Regions from separate parts of the Mus musculus genome. Here all the other regions are linked to region 2. A link is a contact called in public Micro-C and promoter capture Hi-C data. All regions are on one chromosome and are shown on one strand. Each heading gives the region's core, a stretch centred on a gene start, on an enhancer-like site or on the middle of the called end of the contact. The rest is flanking DNA. Distances are from core to core; before and after follow the strand shown. Region 1 holds the start of 1700119H24Rik (RIKEN cDNA 1700119H24 gene). Region 2 holds the start of Adcy5 (adenylate cyclase 5). Region 3 holds the start of E130310I04Rik (RIKEN cDNA E130310I04 gene). Region 4 holds the start of Hacd2 (3-hydroxyacyl-CoA dehydratase 2).

Region 1 (4,208 bases), core at 1,697-4,196, 220 kb before region 2:
GGAGCTAGAAAAGAGTTGGCTTTCTACAGCTACGGAAGCAGAGACAGTGTAAACGACTTGCCCAAGTTCTCAAGGGTGCTCGTGACAAAGAATGAGAACTTTCCTGTTTCTTGGTTCCAACCCGCACCAAAATAGCATCCAATGGGACCCACAAGGAATGGCATCCCAGGCTGAACCTCCCCCCTCCCCATTGCCCTCTTTCAGAAGCCAGAGAACTGGGCCTCTCCCCTTGGCTTGCTTGTGCCTCGGCTTATCTGTCAGAAAAGGAACTTTGATCCTTCTCTCACAAACTCCTCTCTGCTCCGGAGCTTACCCGGAGGGACAGAAAAGAGTGCTGAATCAGGAATTCAATACTACATACTCACTTTATCATTCACCCTTTTCCTGAGAAGGGGAGAACAATCGAAGACAGACATTTCTGAGTGCATCTTTCTTTAAAGTCCTGGGGGTCCTTCTGTTCCATGTGTGCACATGGAACCTGGTGCCCAGGGTGAACAGCAGCTTGAGACCTTATCAGCGCCACATGGCAGGAACCCTGAACTCAAGCTCTGGGGCACCTTTGCTCTTATGGAGGGAGTAGGGCATAGCCACACCATGGGGGACAGGGTATCAAGGTTATCAAGTGGTGCTTAAAAGGATCACTTCTGCCTCCCTTCCTTTACCCCTCACCCCATCTTCATATACTGCTGGAAAGTCCTCATTAAGCCCAAACAGAATCATTCCTCTGTGTGTGTATGTGTGTGTGTGTGTGTGTGTATCTGTGTGTGTGTGTATCTGTGTGTGTGTCTGTGTGTGTGTGTATCTGTGTGTGTGTGTATGTCTCTGTGTGTGTCTCTGTGTGTGTGTCTGTGTGTGTGTGTGTGTCTGTGTGTGTGTCTGTGTGTGTGTGTGTGTCTGTGTGTGTGTGTATCTGCGTGTGTGTGTCTGTGTGTGTGTCTGTGTGTCTGTGTGTGTGTATCTGTGTGTGTGTGTCTGTGTATCTGTGTGTGTGTGTGTATCTGTGTGTGTGTGTGTGCGTGTATCTGTGTGTGTGTGTGTGTGTGTGTGGCTTTGGGTCATCTTCAACAGGGAATTGACCTTAATATTCCTCAGCTGCCACCCAGCTGAGCCAGCTGTGCCCACAGCAGTCTCTGTCCATGGATTACCCAGCTCATAAAGAGTACAGGGATATCCTGGAGGAAGCCTAGCTGGTGACAAGCTTCAAAAATAAGACTTAAGTAGAAGGGGCCCTGTGGACAGAGCACAGATGTCATCTAGAATAAGTGTAACCAGGGAAGCGGGTAAAGTGCATGTCTCCAACCCCTGCCATTGATGGGTGCAGTACCACTCCTCACAGGGAGCCCAGTCTAGCCAAGACCAGCTGAGGCTGCCCATCCTGGAAGCAAGGACAGTCTGTTAGCCCTTCCTCAGCCAAGCCACAGGAATGTGGCCAGAGCCCTGGCTGGAAAATCCCCTCCTCCCTCTGAACTTCCTCCTCCAGAGCGGAAATGAAGGATGAGGACAGGAAGGGGCTTAGGGGGAGGTGCCTTCCATCCTCTCCCCCAAAGAGTAGTAAAAACACTGCCCGGTGATTGTCATTCAGCCAGCAGCTTCTTATCTAAGTCCTGAGTGGTTTTCCCACAACGTTTGAAAGTCCAGTCTCATTGGTACTCAGGGGTTTTCTGTTCAGTTCCACCCAGCCTGCAGTGCCATTCTCCTTTGTCCACAAGAGACCCTCCCCCAGTTGAAAGTCCAGTCTCATTGGTACTCAGGGGTTTTCTGTTCAGTTCCACCCAGCCTGCAGTGCCATTCTCCTTTATCCACAAGAGACCACCCCCCTAGTATTGTACCCACCCCCAGCATTTTCTGAGCTCTACTGTAACATGGAAGAAGGAACTTGCTGCCAGCATCAAGCAGTGGCCACTGCAGGAATTCATAGGCCTGCCTTGAGGAGGTACCCCAAAAGCCCCTGACTGAGTCCCAGCCTCCGTCTCAGAGAGACTATGCCAGTGGCTGACTCTGAAGCCCTCAATTGGCTAGGCCTGACCCAGTGCAAAGGCAAGCCTTAGAAATCTAAGGCCATAAACACCGTTCAGTCCATGAGTCCAGAGGTCCAGAGGGCCCAGTCTTCTCCTCCCTCTGTGTGAGGCCTTTACCTTTGCAGAGAGCCTTTGGAATGTAGAACATTTAAAGGAGAGAATCAAAGCCCAGTGTGGGCAAAGGGAATTGAGAGCCTAGGCCCTGCTAAGTGGCCTTAGTCCTGGCAGTGTCTGGGGCTGCAGTTGGGAGCAGTCACTAGCTCCCTGGCCTGGCCATCCATCCTGCCAGCGACTGTTCTAGCCACCTGATTTATCAGGTCCATCCAGCAGGCTCTCCTTCTTTGGTACTCCCCTGGAGGAAGGGCCCACTGCAGGCGCCACTTGGCGGGCACAGAGGGCCTCTGGGTGGAACGTAGGGGTGGGTGGGCCAGCTAGGGTCAAGGTAGGGTTCTGACTGAGGGCCTCCCCTACTCAGCTCCTCAGATAGCCACTCACTGATGTTTGTGTTCCTTTTTTTTGTTCCAGATGCTCAGACCAGTGAGAACACCAAGGCCCCGGAGATGAAATCCCGGAGACCCAAGAGCTCTCTTCCCCCTGTGCTAGGAACAGAGAGTAAGTGCTGCGCGCTGGGCTTTACCATACAAAGGCAGGAGTGGTGGCAGAGTCCCAGCTTCCTGGTCACCAGCTCTGTCCTGAACTCCTTGGGGACAAGCTTCTGCCCATCTCCCTGAGTGCCCTATGTCCCCCTGACTACTAAGCCAAATTACCTTTCCTCAAACCCCTGCCAGTCTCTCTTCACCCCATCCACAGCCTGCGTATGTTACCCGTGGTCTTCATCTTCCTGACCACAGCCCTTTCCACCTCCCACGTCACTTTCGGTTGGCACTTAAACCCCTGTGGGGACTGTCCTTCTTCTTTAAGTTGATTCTGTCCTGTCAAGGGAGCCTTCCTAAATTGTTACTCTGCCCTTATGACATCATCGGGAATGTCCAAAGGTCCTCAGTGCCCACAGACTCCCACAAGTGAGCCTCTCATCTATTGTGTATGCACAGGTGCTGTCCCCTGTGCACCCTGACTGCCACCTCTCTCCATGTTCTGCTGTGCTCCCTCACAGCTATGCCACACAGAGCTCCTCACTGCGCTCTGGGGAGCTCCATGGAGCAGTTATAAAATATAGCCTACATAATCAAACTATAATACCTATCAAATAAAATTATATAATAGATAGACACCTAAAGCTCTCAAAGGCCGTAATACAGCCCTGCCTTCTGCTGTAATTACTAGTGCGATTTTATTAGCCGAACTACTTTCTGACATTCCCAGTTTTTATAGGGCACAGAGTTGCTTGGACATCCCCAGAACACTCTAAGTTTTAAAATAAACTTTTTTTAACAGAAAGCCAGGCGTGAGGCACGCTTGCAATCCCAATATTTGAGAAGCTAAGGGGAGGCCAGCCTCGGCTACATAGTGAGTTCTACGCTAATCTGAGATTCAGAGTGAGACTCAAAAAAAGTAAGATTAAGAAAAACCAACTAAACAACAACATCAACATCAGAAGAGAAGCTCTCGCTTCTGCTAGTGGAGGACAGTGATGGGTCTCACTGTTCGGAAGAGCGCTTCCCTTTAGTTATCAGACAGTGGTTTATGGCTGCTTTATTCTTTTCTTTGTAAAAGCAGTGCTTTTGCCTTGCTGGTGCTGAACTCTTGGAACACAGCTCATCAGCCTGAGGTCAGAAGTCCTCAGCCTTCATGGAGGGGTAGCCAAAGTGGATTTATAATTTCTCCTAGATGTTTACACAAAGTGAGACCCACTCAGACAGCAAAGGAGCCACGACTGCTCAGAGCAGACTTTAATAAGCTGTTAAGAGCCCAGGCACAGCCGTAGGGACCCAGGAGGAGTGAGTTAGTAGTGTTACTCTCCAGAACTGTTGCCTGGGCCTTGCTGTGCTACCTATGGGAGACCATGAGAGGGGAGATGTTGTGACTTGCTCAGTGATGAGGCTGCTCACCTGACAGGGACAGAGGTCCAGCCACCTCCCGTCTTCAGGTCTGGAACATCCTTTAGGTCTGTGCGGTCCCAAGGAAGGTGAGGCAGGGTCAGAGCAGAACTGTGGGAGAAAAACAAGTGCCATGAGGCTGGGAGACAAAGCAGACCAGCTCTGGGCACTTTGCCCCGCAGAGCAGAGTCCT
Region 2 (4,117 bases), core at 202-2,701:
GTTTCCAGCGCGATAGGGTTTGGCTGGCTAGGTTCGTGTTGCTTTTACTACTTAGCCAACCATAGATTACTCAAAGGCTGGAGGATTACTCAAGATCCCGTTTACGCAGATCCCTTGGAATTCTTTTTTTCTCTCCTCCCGGTTTGCAGCTCTGGCAAGGTTTATCTTCAGTTGCCAAGGAGATGAGCAGTGGAGGAGGATGTGGACCTCTAGGCTTCTTGTCAACTTTGGAGGACGGCAGAAGGATGAAGGGGCTGACAGCATACAAGTCACCCTCCCCAAGCAAAACTGCCAGAACTCCGGTTAGGACAGCTTAGGGGGTCAAGGGAGCTGAAGAGGCAGACAGACCCAGATCTTCTACTCAGCTGTCTACTCTTGTCTACCCTTGCCTTTATTCAGGAGTTCCCAGAAGGGTCATTTTTGCTTCCCTGACTGGCAAGGAGACTAGCTTGCCTGTGGGAGCATCTGGGTAGGTGTGGAAGCCAGCGTAGCACTGAAGAAAAGATCTTTGGATTGTGGGTTAGGAGACCTGTGTGGTGTATTCCAAGTTGGCTAAGTTCTTAGAGCCTCAGTTTCCACATTTGCAAATAGGAAATAGCTACACAGGCCCTGTCCCCCATCCGAGCCCATGGCTGTTACTAGAACCACATGGGATTTAAAACACATGAACAGGCAAAGGGCTCCTTATAAACGCCAGGTGTTCCCACAGCTGTCAGTGGTGTTTCCTCTTAGTAACTATGCTCCAAAGTGGTCCTGCTCGCCCCACCCTGGCTGCATCGGCCTCACCCACTGCTAGCAACTCCATCTTTTCCATCGCTGTCTTTCTGTGCCCCAGACATCCTCAGTCTCTGCATCTCCCTAGTTCATTTCCGGGTCTGGCTCTGGGTCCCTCCGTCCTCTCTAGGGACTCTGTCTCCAGTTCCCTGCGGCAGTAGCGGTCGGGGCGCCCCCCACCCGGCGCGCCCTCCGTTGGCACCGTCGCCGGGCCACAGAATCGCCCAATAAGAGCGCCGGACTCGAGTCTGACAGCTCTGGAAGCGGCCAATAGAGCCGGACCAGAGAAGGGGGGAGCAGCACCGTAGCTGAAGTTGGGCTGAATGGGGGTGGGGGAGAAAAGGGTAATAAAAAGAGGGGAGATAGGACTGGGGTCGCAGGACCCGATCGGGGGTGGATTGCCCGCTACCCAGGTCCGACGAGGGATCCGCCCGTTGACCCGGCTCCAGGCACCAGGGAGGGAGGGGCGCAGTGAAAATATAGGTGAGGAAGGGGAGCGGGGGTCCCTGCGGCTCCCGGGCCCGGCTTGAGTATGTTCGCGGGGTGCCGGGGCCAGGACGCGGGCGGCGGCAGGGCAGAGGGCGGAGGCGGCCGCACGCCGCTGTGAGCCGAGGCCCGAGCGGCGCGGGGGGCGGGGAGGCGGCGGGAGGAGGGGATGCGGAGGGCGCTCCGGCGGCGGCGGCGGCGAGCGGGCGAGAAGGGAGGAGCGGCGCGAGCGGCCGGAGCGGCGCAGGGCCCGAGGCGTGCATGGCGCGCCCGGAGCCGGGCTCCCTCGGGCCCCTCGGGAGCGCCCCCGGGGCGCCGCGGCTCTTCGGCCGGCCCTTATCGGCCGGCTGCTGTTGAGCCGCAGCCCTCCATCGCTGGATGCCGTGGTCCCCGGGAGAAGCCCGCCTGCGTTGGGGCAGAACGGCGGCGGCGCTGCGCCGGATTCCGCCCTCCGCGTAGTGGTTCTGCGCTCGGCTACGGTGGGCCAGCCGCCGGCAACGAGGAACCCAGGGCTTGCGGAGCTAGCGACTCAACCCTCGGGACCTGCCGGAACGGGCCGGCCTGCTGGGTCTGGGGGACAGGAGGAGACGAGAGGGGAAGGGCCGCACCGCAGGAGCCGGTCCTCGCCCCCGCCCCCTGCGCGGGCACGCCGGAGGCTCTGTTCGCCTTTCGCGGGGGCCACGCTCCCACTCGCGCCTCCGGAGGTGGGGGATGCGGGCGACGGCCCCCCCGGGCTCCAGGACCCTCCTCCCCGGGGCTCCGGAGCTCTTGCTCCGCCCGCCGCCCCCTCCCCCGTCCTCTCCACCCCCCATCCCACCTCCCCACCCCTCGTAAGAAAATAATGCTGGCAGGAGCCTGCACCTCCCAGTCGCTCCCAGTGCGCTGCGAGCAAAGGGCACCCGCTGCGTCTCCGTGCCGGGACCCCTGCCGAGCCGCCCTCGCCGCCACCTTGCTGGGAGAGTCGCTGCTCTCGGCTTAGGCAAAAGCCACGAGCGCCGCGCCCGGGAACTGCCAGCTTCGGAGAGGCGCCGCCCGCAAGGACACCTCTCCGTCCCGCCTGCTCCTCAACTCCCAGCCTGAGCTCGACGCGAGCCAGGAGTCCGGACATCTCTGCGTCCGGCGCAGCAGTCAGAGCTGTCCCCACTGCCACCGCTCGGAGCCAACTCCGTCTCGGACCTGGGACTCTGGACTCTAATTCGTAGCTACTTCTCACCTCGGGGCTGCGCTGTCTCCCCGCTAGCCTTCCCGTTGTCCTCCACCGCTCAGGACGGGGGTGCCACGATGTCCCGCTGCTGCGCAGGGCCCCGGGCCTCCCTCGACGTGTGACCCTAGCCTGGTCCCCCTGCTTGGCTGTCCGCCCTCTCCTTGGAGACCCCCGGCCCGGCCCCCGGGGGAAGAGGAAGAAGACGACGAGGCCGAGGGGGGGATGTCCGGCTCCAAAAGCGTGAGCCCCCCGGGCTACGCTGCACAGACAGCGGCGTCGCCAGCGCCCCGGGGAGGCCCGGAGCATCGCGCCGCTTGGGGAGAAGCCGATTCCCGCGCCAATGGCTACCCCCACGCCCCCGGGGGATCAACCCGCGGCTCCACCAAGAGATCTGGGGGAGCGGTGACCCCACAACAGCAGCAGCGCCTGGCCAGCCGTTGGCGCGGTGGCGATGACGACGAAGACCCTCCACTAAGCGGTGATGACCCTCTGGCTGGGGGCTTCGGCTTCAGCTTCCGCTCTAAGTCCGCCTGGCAGGAGCGCGGTGGCGACGACGGCGGTCGCGGCAGCAGGCGGCAGCGGCGGGGCGCGGCTGGAGGGGGCAGCACCCGGGCGCCCCCTGCGGGCGGCAGCGGCAGTTCGGCGGCGGCCGCAGCGGCCGCAGGTGGCACAGAGGTGCGCCCCCGCTCGGTGGAGCTGGGCCTGGAGGAGCGTCGAGGAAAAGGCCGAGCGGCCGAGGAGCTGGAGCCCGGGACTGGCATCGTCGAGGATGGAGACGGGTCGGAGGATGGAGGCAGTTCTGTGGCGTCAGGCTCTGGGACCGGCGCGGTGCTGTCGTTGGGCGCCTGCTGCCTGGCCTTGCTGCAGATATTCCGCTCTAAGAAGTTCCCGTCGGACAAACTGGAGCGTCTGTACCAGCGCTACTTCTTCCGCCTGAACCAGAGCAGTCTCACCATGCTCATGGCCGTGCTGGTGCTTGTGTGCCTGGTCATGCTGGCTTTCCACGCGGCGCGCCCCCCGCTCCAGATAGCCTACCTGGCCGTGTTGGCAGCTGCTGTGGGCGTGATCCTTATCATGGCCGTGCTCTGCAACCGTGCAGCGTTCCACCAGGACCACATGGGCCTGGCCTGCTATGCGCTCATTGCAGTGGTGCTGGCCGTCCAGGTAGTGGGCCTGTTGCTGCCACAGCCACGCAGCGCCTCCGAGGGCATCTGGTGGACCGTGTTCTTCATCTATACCATCTACACCCTGCTGCCTGTGCGCATGAGGGCTGCGGTGCTCAGCGGGGTGCTTCTGTCGGCTCTCCACTTGGCCATCTCTCTGCACACCAACTCCCAGGACCAGTTTCTGCTGAAACAGGTAGGGCCCCACTAGGCCACACTTGATTGAGGGGTAGGCAGACCTCGACCTGATTTTTAGAGAAAAGGGATGAAGTCTACACCAGTTAAAAGTGGTCAAAAGTAACCAGAGAGACAAGGCTTCATGCCACGCCACATCACGCCATGCCTAGCTTCTTTACCTACTAAAGACTACTCTTGTAAGGCTTGTAATGCTGTTGGCCTGGTAGAAGACATTCCTCGAACTAGTCACAATTGCCAACTTAAGCAAGAAAGGGGGATTTGAGAAATGTTCAGAGTCCCTATTTCTCTCAGA
Region 3 (4,064 bases), core at 149-2,648, 200 kb before region 2:
TTTCATCCCCCGCTTGTTCCAACAGCACAGGCATTACCCCACCCCCACCCCCTGCATCGATTGGCCTTCCTGCAGTGCTCTGCTTTCTGTGCCCCAGCCCCTGGGCTAACCCGGTGGCAGAGCAGCCTCACCCCTTGGCCTCTGGCCCTCTGCAGCTACCTGCCCCTTAATCCCATGTTGCTTGGTCTAGAGAGACTGTTTCTCTAAGGTCACTGTGATTGCTAACCCTAAGTTCTTCCCCTTTCTATATCTCTGAGTTCCCAGTAAGCTGAACCCCTATTTAGACCGAGTCTCAAGATTTGGTGTTGCCTTCTTTCCTAGTAACTGTTTTTACGTTCCGATCTGTCTTCTGACACATCTAAATCGCTTTCTATGTGGCTTCCTCCCATGGGTGATGCTCACTGTTTTCCCTCGGTCATGGTTCCCCTTGTGGCAGATGCATATAGTACAGTAGAGGGACACAAGAAGGTGCAGCTAGGGGGACAGTAGACTGTGTTGTATGCCTGTGTGGGCCTCCATATATGGGGCTCCTGAAAGACTTTGGCCTGGTATTTAATTGCATACACATTAGATTTGAGTAGGTTTTCCAGTCAATCTTGGCTTTCAAGCTTACAGGGTTTCAATTAGACAAAGGGGCTCCTTTGGGTTCAGTGTGAAGACTAGTCCCCAACTTCACAGCAGGGCTCACACCTACAGAACAAAAGAGTGTTAGAAAGGATTCATGAGCCACAGCGGGGATCTGAGGAATGTCCCAAGCATGAAGTTGGCAGTTGGAGAGGACTCAGAGGCTCTCTTAGTGCTGTCACTCTGTGGTCCCTAACTTTGGTCCCAGTCTTCCTTCTCCATCTTTATCTCCTATCCTCACCTTAGGCCCAAAGTGGATAGGTATGTCTCCAGCCATGCAGAAGGGAAACTAAGGGAAGAACTCATTTCAGACTCTCAAAAGCCTGCCCTCCAGATGTGCCCATGGCCTGTGGATGGCTAAAGAGTGAAGAATCTCTCTAAGACAGAGAAACCTCTTCCTCAGCCTTCCCATCTATCTGCCCCTGTGTGGGGTCAACAACTTTAAACTGCCTTTCTGAAACCAGTGCCCCCTACCCCAATCGGGGCCACCCCGGGCCGTGCCACACTCCCCTTCCCCCAGCCCCACTGCGGGAGCTGCAGTTCTGACCTTTTATGGTTGAGTTTCTCATTCTCCACTGCCGGTGCTGACAGGGCCATCGGTGTGGCTGCCTGCCAGCTGGCAGGAGCAACATGTTAAATGCCGTCCTAGGAGGGGAATGGAATGGGGAGCAGGCTCTCTGTCTGCCTCCCCCACCCCAGAGCTAAGAATAGAATCGCTCAATAAAATGAGGACTCGTATTGATGGCCACAGCACAGCTACATCCATTCAAAGCCCATGAATTTAGACTTAGGCCAAAGTAAACCAGGATTAACCTGATTTACCTGTGTGTCTCCAGGGACATCTGCATATTATCTGATTGGGGTTTATTAAGTAGATATAAACACAAATGAGATAAAGTAGATATTGTTCCACCTATTCTGGACAGTTTTCAAGCACTTGAAACGCATCCACTTGATGGGCCGACTAAATAAGGCCACTTAAAAGTGACTTGTGCTCCTTAGCTGCAGAAGTCTCTTGTGGCATATTCTCTGAAGAGCTGCCTTCTTTTCAGATCACTCAAGAGTCTCATTTTCAAATCAACAAAAGCTAGCCCTTCCCCCCCCCCAAGTTGGTTTAAGTGAGGGATACTTAGCTATTTCCGAGGCTAATTATTGTATTTTAAGAAGCAGCATAAGAATGAGGTTTGCAGCCTGGCCTGGGCCTGCGCCTGCGCCTTCTGGGCTGTTCTGTGTGACCTGGGAGAGGATGAGGGAGGAGCAGGGGATCCAGATGGATTCTTTAATGTCACTCACCCAACACAAGAATAACAGGCCTCCTCCTAACTCTAAGGGAGAAAAACAAAGTATCAAGAACCCAACCTACACCAACTACATTCTGAGTTTAAAGCTGATGTGATTTGGAAGGGCTGGAGATACGCCTTAGAGATTCCCGGCTTACCAGTGTAAGCATGACACTAGCTTGGTCTCATTCTGCCTGACAGCATAGAAAGGACGGAACCCTGTCTGGATGCACAGGGTTGTGGGACTCTCCTGTGGCTTTGTCCATGACTAGTGAGTGTTCCGGCTTGCTCTGATAATGCACCCTGACTAAAAGCAACATAGGGAGAAAAGAGTGGATTGGCTCACAATTCTGGCTTACAGTCCACCATCTCAGGGCTAGGCTAGGCTAGAACTCAGGTCGCTAGTCATTTCACATTCATGGCCAAGAGCCGAGAGACCAAATGCATCGCGGTGTGCTCTCTTGCTCTCAGTTAGCTTACTCCCCTCATACTATCCGGTTTGCCCTGCCTAGGGAATCTACAGCCACAATGGCCTGAGTCTTCCTGCCTCAGATAACAGTCAAGACATTCCCCATAGATACACCCACAGGCCAACCTGATCTGTGTAATTCCTTGTTAAGGCTTTCTTCCCAGTTGATTCACGGTTGTATCAGACTGACAGTTAAAACTAACCAGCACCGTGAATTCAGCCTCAGCCTCAGCCTCTTAGAGCCTCTTTCCAAGCGTGTGCCGTAGTTTAGGCCAGTAGCTGTTGGATTCAGGATCAGTGCTTGGCCATCTCTGCAGGCCCAGCCCAGACAGACATGGTGTGGGCAAACACAAAGAGGGCAAAGGGAAGCCGGGCTGTTGGGAAGCATCACAGACAAGGTTCTCTGGTTTCCCAGCAGTAGCCACCCTCTACTGAGCACAAACTCTTGCAGCTGGAAGGATTTCCCATTCTGCCAGCCATGTCTCCAGGGAGCCCTGGGAGAATTCCGAGGAAGCATGGGTCCAGCCGTAGCCAGCGAGCCAGTCTCTTGTTTGTCAGGCACTGTCCAGGCCAGATGTGTCTGTCTTTAGCAGAGAGGCTCATGGGAGAACCCTGGTCCCACCCGGTAGTTAGTTCAACTCATGTGGGCTCTGTACTTGGAAAGGATAAAGAGCATCAGACACAGCTCTGAGGATAAGCACGGAGGAGGGATCCTACACTCCTAGCACTCCTGAACCTTTGTGGTCCAAGAGCGTCAGGGTTATAAAGCACACAGGCCCAGCACCATGTTCCAGGGAGGTTTGTCCTTCTGCTGGTCACATGCGGGCCTGACCCTTTAGTCTCCTAAAATAGTGATGAGAGTGGAACACTAAGACAAACATGCAAGACTCTCTGAATGTTCGTGTTCAAATCCCTTCACATTCTGCTTGTCATGCGAGCCTCCTCCCCCATGGTCTGCACCTTCTCCTGTACTGGCTGAGGGAAGCCCCACCACGTGTAAATTAGTGGTGCCTGTACCAAGGGTAGGTGCACACAGCAACTCTTCAGCAACGTTGATCTCTCCAAGTTGTTTTTTTCCAGAGCAAACCAGAGAGAAGGCAGTCGGCCAATGGCCAGGGTCTTTACTTGTATAAAGCTCCATGACTAAGTCTGCCAGAAGGTCTGGGGCAGGGACAGTAAGGACTTCTCCTCCCCTACCCCCACCCTCACCCCCCAAGCAGGCTCCTTCACTTCCTTAGCTGATTTCCAGAGGACTTGAGCCACTTGCCGCTAAGAGGATTTAGAATAATAAACATCTTTGCCAACACCAGAAATGTTTCTTAAAAAGACCAATATATCCTTCAGAACAAACAGAATTTCTAAGAGAACATTTTCAACAACCAGTGAAAGCGGCTCACAATTCCTCCTCCACCAGTTGCAGGAGGCCTCCTGTGTCGCCGGGGAAAGTAGGAAGTGGCCTTGACAGGACTTAAAACAACCAGGAGAAGTGGCTCCTTACAGGAGGCCACCAGCCTCACAGTGAGGCTGCCTGCAGTGATGGGAGGTGGCTCTCTGGGAGCAAATGAGTCCCAGGCAGCAAAGATTAAGCTAGTATATCAAAGAAGGAGACAGGAGATTAGGGGTAGGCTTCAATGGGTAGAGTGCCTGCCTGTCTAGGGACTGTGAAACCTTGAGTTCTGAGCCCAGCACCA
Region 4 (3,953 bases), core at 911-3,410, 130 kb before region 2:
ATCCCCACTTGTTCCTAGTCAACCCACAAAATCTATTCTATCTCCCCTCCCCAGTGATATTTATGTGTAATTAAAAAGATCACCTGTACTTTGCAGAGCTGATGGGTATAAATAACTACAAAAATATATTCTGAGTTTTAAGTTGATTTCCAACTTTATGCCTTTGTGACTCTTACTTTCCTATTGTATTATACTGAAAAGAGAGTCAGTTAAATGAATGAGAGTTTTAAAGTGAATGATTGTTTTGAAAAATAGTTCACTCCTTTATGAGAGGTGCGGGGGTGGTTTGCATTTTTGGATTTTAGTTTTTGGGGTTTTTTTTTTGGCTTGGTTTTTATTTTATTTAAGATTTATTTATTGTAGGAGTGTTTCACCTGCATGTATGTATATGTACCATGTGTGTGCTTGGTGATTTTTGAGGTCAGATGATGGAGTAAGGGATGTTGAAAACTAAACCTGTACCTTCCTCCTTCACATGTTCTTTTAAAAGTCAGGGGAAAAGGCAGCAGGATGTCTTTACAGTCTTTGAGAGCAGGTAAGGATGAGAATTCAGCAATTTCTCTGCTCCTACCTCTCAGTTTCTGGGGGTGCATCATGACTTTCAATCCTAGCATCCTGAAGCTCTCAAATCTCTAGCCTGCAGGTCTTCCTGAACCTCAGAGTCTAAATCTAATTGTCTCTTCCACATTTCCACTTACATTTCTAAAAAGGATTTCAAGCTAAACATAAAAGTCCTGACTTCTGCCTTCAAACTTACTTCTTCTTCTTCTTTTTTTTATTTTTTGGTTTTTGGTTTGGGGAGACAGGGTTTCTCTGTGTAGCCCTGGCTGTCCTGGAACTCACTCTGTAGACCAGGCTGGCCTCGAACTCAGAAATCCGCCTGCCTCTGCCTCCCAAGTGCTGGGATTAAAGGCCTGAGCCACCACCGTCCAGCTCAAACTTACTTCTTTTTACAGCTTGTTCTCCCAAGCAATCTGAATGCTCCTTTTACCTTCCTTTAAAACCAAATGTTCTACCCAACACATTTCACTAACTCTAAAATATTCTGAGAATTCAATGTTCCTCACTTCAACTATTATCACACTGGCTTAAATCACTATCATTGTGACCTGGATCATTGTAATAATTTTCTGATACCACTTTTCACCAGCTAATTCATATCGATTCATTCCTGGATCCTTCTGTGTAATCTCTTGAAGACTGACGACGTTTGTTTCTTTCATTTATTTTGAAATATGTATATTTTCCAATACAACCTTGTATATGCTCCACAAGTACTTCTTGGAATCAATACATATTTTATTACATTACATAAATGCCAGTATATTTATGAACACTGATAGTAAGGTACTTTTTATGAAGAAAGTACTAAAAAAAGAAATGAGTGGGGTCAGCAGATTAAAGGAGCTTTCAGAAGTTATTTCTGATCTAACTCAGTAGAAGTATTTCCCTCCCACCTAGCCCATAACCTGTAGGTATAAACAACTCTTTACTGCCTTACAAGGTCCACCACTAACCACTGATTGACCTTAATCCTCTTTAATAAAAAGCAGGCCTACAAATGGAGAAAAACTGGCTAACCTTTAGAGACTGTTGGGAGTGTCCAAGAGAGCAGGTTTAAAAAAAAAAAAATCCAAAGACAGGGAAGAAATTGTTGAAGGCTATTTCCCCGAGTTGGCTACAATTAGAAGAGAAAGATAATATGTTACAAAAATGCTGGTTCCTTCTGCTCTCTGAACAGGACACACAGCTTAACTGACGTCAATCACCCTCTAGCTACTTGGGCAACTGTGTACAGGGGTAAAGATACCTGGTACCTGGTAGAGGCTAAAGTTACCGAGGACCAGGACATATCATTTGGATCCAGCAGGAAGAGATGGTCATAAGATAGCAAATGACCAGAGACAAATTATCCGTAAGAACAGGCCTGACAAGTGAGGCCCAGGTTCACATTAACCTGATCAAACCTGGCGCTGGATGCCCACACGGATTGTGCGCCGGAAGTTGGGAGGAAATTACCCCTATCCAAGATGGCGGCTACGGAGACGAGCGCCTGGAGCGTCTTTGCCCTCATCCAAGATGGCGGCCCCCGTGGGCGCTGTCCCGGCTCCGCCCCGTGCCGCGGCCCCGCCTCTCCCTCGTCCCTTCCTCCGCCCCCTCGTAGAGCCCAGTTGGGTCTGAGGTGCAGGCGCGAGGGGAGCGGGGTTGCGGGCGCTTGACATGGCGGCAGCGGCGGCGACTGCAGCGACCAAGGGGAATGGGGGCGGCAGTGGCCGAGTCGGGGCTGGCGACAGCAGCGGCGCGCGGAAGAAGAAGGGCCCCGGGCCTGTGGCCACGGCGTACCTGGTCATCTACAATGTGGTGATGACGGCGGGGTGAGGCTGGAGCTCCCTCCCCGGGGAGGCGGGGAGCGAGCTCTGTGACCGGCGGGGTCGGACCCGCAGCCCGGGGCGGCCGCGGGGCGAGCATGGGGCAGGCTGGCCGCAGAGCTGCCTGGTCAGGGCCGCGGCGGGGCGAGCGGGCGGGCGGGCGAGCGGGCGGGCCACAGGTGCGGCGCGGCGCGGCGCGGAGGCCAGCCCCGGGCGGCCGGTCAGCACTTCCCCAGCCCGGCGAGGAAGCCCGCCTGGCTGCGGAGATCATTCATTTAGGCGGCCGCTTTCAAAACCCAGGCGGGAGCGTTCGTCTGGGAGGCGGTAGGAACGTGGTCGAAGTTTTCCGCCAGCCGCCCGAGCCGGAGCGGTCCGAGACCGGGGCGGAGACTTTGGAGGGGGATTACTTAGATTTTCTTGGGGCAAGTTGAGATAGGGAGAGAATCGACTCTGGGGATGGTGTCTACCCCATTTCAAGTCTGTCTCTTCATAGCAGGGCTTTTAGTTCCAGTTCTCACACAACTCGCCCTGGGACTTTGAAGAAACCTGCTTCTTTCTCTGGGTCTCTAGTGGGTTTGGTTTTTTTTTTTTTTTGTTTGTTTTTGTTTTTTTGTTTCCCCCCCAGTTAGGTAGAGTTGGGCTAGGTGAATCCAGTTTCGCAATCCGGTGGTTTTGGTGAGCTGGATCACCATATAAATTTAAATTGTCAGGAAATTCCTAAGTCGTAAAACTTCTTAGGTGCAATTTCTCCTGCCTTCTGTTCTCCCTTCCCTTTTCTCTTTCTTTTCCCGTTTTTTTTTTTTTTTTTTTTTTTTTTCTTTTTTCTTTTTGACCAGAACTCATTATGTAGTCCTGGCTCGCCTGGAACTTGTGATTCTCCTGCCTCAATCTTGTGACTGTTGGAATCAGGGGCCTGTGCCACACCACTCTTGACTCCCTAGCAAGCATTCATCCGTTTGTTTACTGGTGCTGGCGATTGAACTTAGGGCCTCACACTTGCTTGTACTCTACTACTGTGCTAGCACTATGGCTTTTTTTTTTTTTTTGTAAGACTTTCAAGTATACAGAAAAAATTTAAAACTGTATTTTGAAAATCCATTCTTAATTATCTTTTACAGTAGGAAATACGTTGGCAGGGATCAAAACTTAAAATATACACAAAATGCATATATACGGTGAAACCCTGTTTCAAATCACTTTACTTGAATCAGCTAATTTTGTATGTTCCTCAGATGCTGGTATTAGCACAGGCCAATAATACACACTTGCACAAACGTTGTAAGCCTAAAGAAATTATGTTGCTTTTTAATGAAGAAATAGGCTTGGAGGGTGGTAGGCTGATTGTTAGTATTGCAGATAGGAGGTGTTGAAACAACATGCCCTCAGGCTGGGCATGGTGGATCTCTGAGTTAAAGAACAGCCTGGTCTCCAGAGCAAGTTTCAGGATAGCCAGGGCTACACAGTGTAATCCTGTCTCAAAGAAAAACAAAACCAAAAAGACAAAAAAGAAAAAGAAAAGAAAGGAACACAGGCTTGCATGTGATTATACAAGTTCTCAAAATCCCTGGATCTAAACTTAAGTCA

Evidence for each region. Promoter capture Hi-C pulls out the DNA fragments that hold promoters and counts their contacts. Hi-C and Micro-C count contacts between places; a contact is called where the count stands out from the background.
Region 1: a promoter capture Hi-C map of stem cell-derived epiblast-like cells shows a contact between it and region 2, with 3 times the contacts expected there. The contact joins the promoter of 1700119H24Rik here to the promoter of Adcy5 in region 2. A contact is called at or near these places in 4 of 39 promoter capture datasets (embryonic stem cells, liver and stem cell-derived epiblast-like cells) and 2 of 9 other capture datasets (adipose tissue and liver).
Region 3: a contact with region 2 is called in a promoter capture Hi-C map of stem cell-derived epiblast-like cells, with 3 times the contacts expected there. The contact joins the promoter of E130310I04Rik here to the promoter of Adcy5 in region 2. A contact is called at or near these places in 9 of 39 promoter capture datasets (the 3T3-L1 cell line, the HPC-7 cell line, embryonic stem cells and 6 more).
Region 4: a contact with region 2 is called in a Micro-C map of embryonic stem cells, with 12 times the contacts expected there. The contact joins the promoter of Hacd2 here to the promoter of Adcy5 in region 2. A contact is called at or near these places in 4 of 484 Hi-C or Micro-C datasets (LSK cells and embryonic stem cells), 1 of 115 datasets of contacts at active chromatin or transcription factors (embryonic stem cells) and 1 of 9 other capture datasets (adipose tissue).

Annotation. Positions count from the first base shown.
Region 1 is chr16:34,936,383-34,940,590 of GRCm38.p6, forward strand. 1700119H24Rik (RIKEN cDNA 1700119H24 gene) reads right to left here and starts at 2,947. Exons shown (of 3, transcript NR_040536.2): 1 at 2,786-2,947; 2 at 366-384. It overlaps Mylk (myosin, light polypeptide kinase), which reads left to right. Exons shown (of 32, transcript NM_139300.3): 18 at 2,544-2,630.
Region 2 is chr16:35,153,413-35,157,529 of GRCm38.p6, forward strand. It overlaps Adcy5 (adenylate cyclase 5), which reads left to right and starts at 1,452. Exons shown (of 21, transcript NM_001012765.5): 1 at 1,452-3,823. The coding sequence starts at 2,687.
Region 3 is chr16:34,957,596-34,961,659 of GRCm38.p6, forward strand. It overlaps E130310I04Rik (RIKEN cDNA E130310I04 gene), which reads right to left and starts at 1,399. Exons shown (of 4, transcript NR_045723.1): 1 at 1,172-1,399. All of the region lies in intron 21 of Mylk (myosin, light polypeptide kinase), which reads left to right.
Region 4 is chr16:35,020,261-35,024,213 of GRCm38.p6, forward strand. It overlaps Hacd2 (3-hydroxyacyl-CoA dehydratase 2), which reads left to right and starts at 2,161. Exons shown (of 7, transcript NM_023587.2): 1 at 2,161-2,375. The coding sequence starts at 2,221. LOC105246106 (a long non-coding RNA gene) reads right to left here and starts at 2,085. Exons shown (of 5, transcript XR_876048.3): 1 at 1,811-2,085; 2 at 1,582-1,678.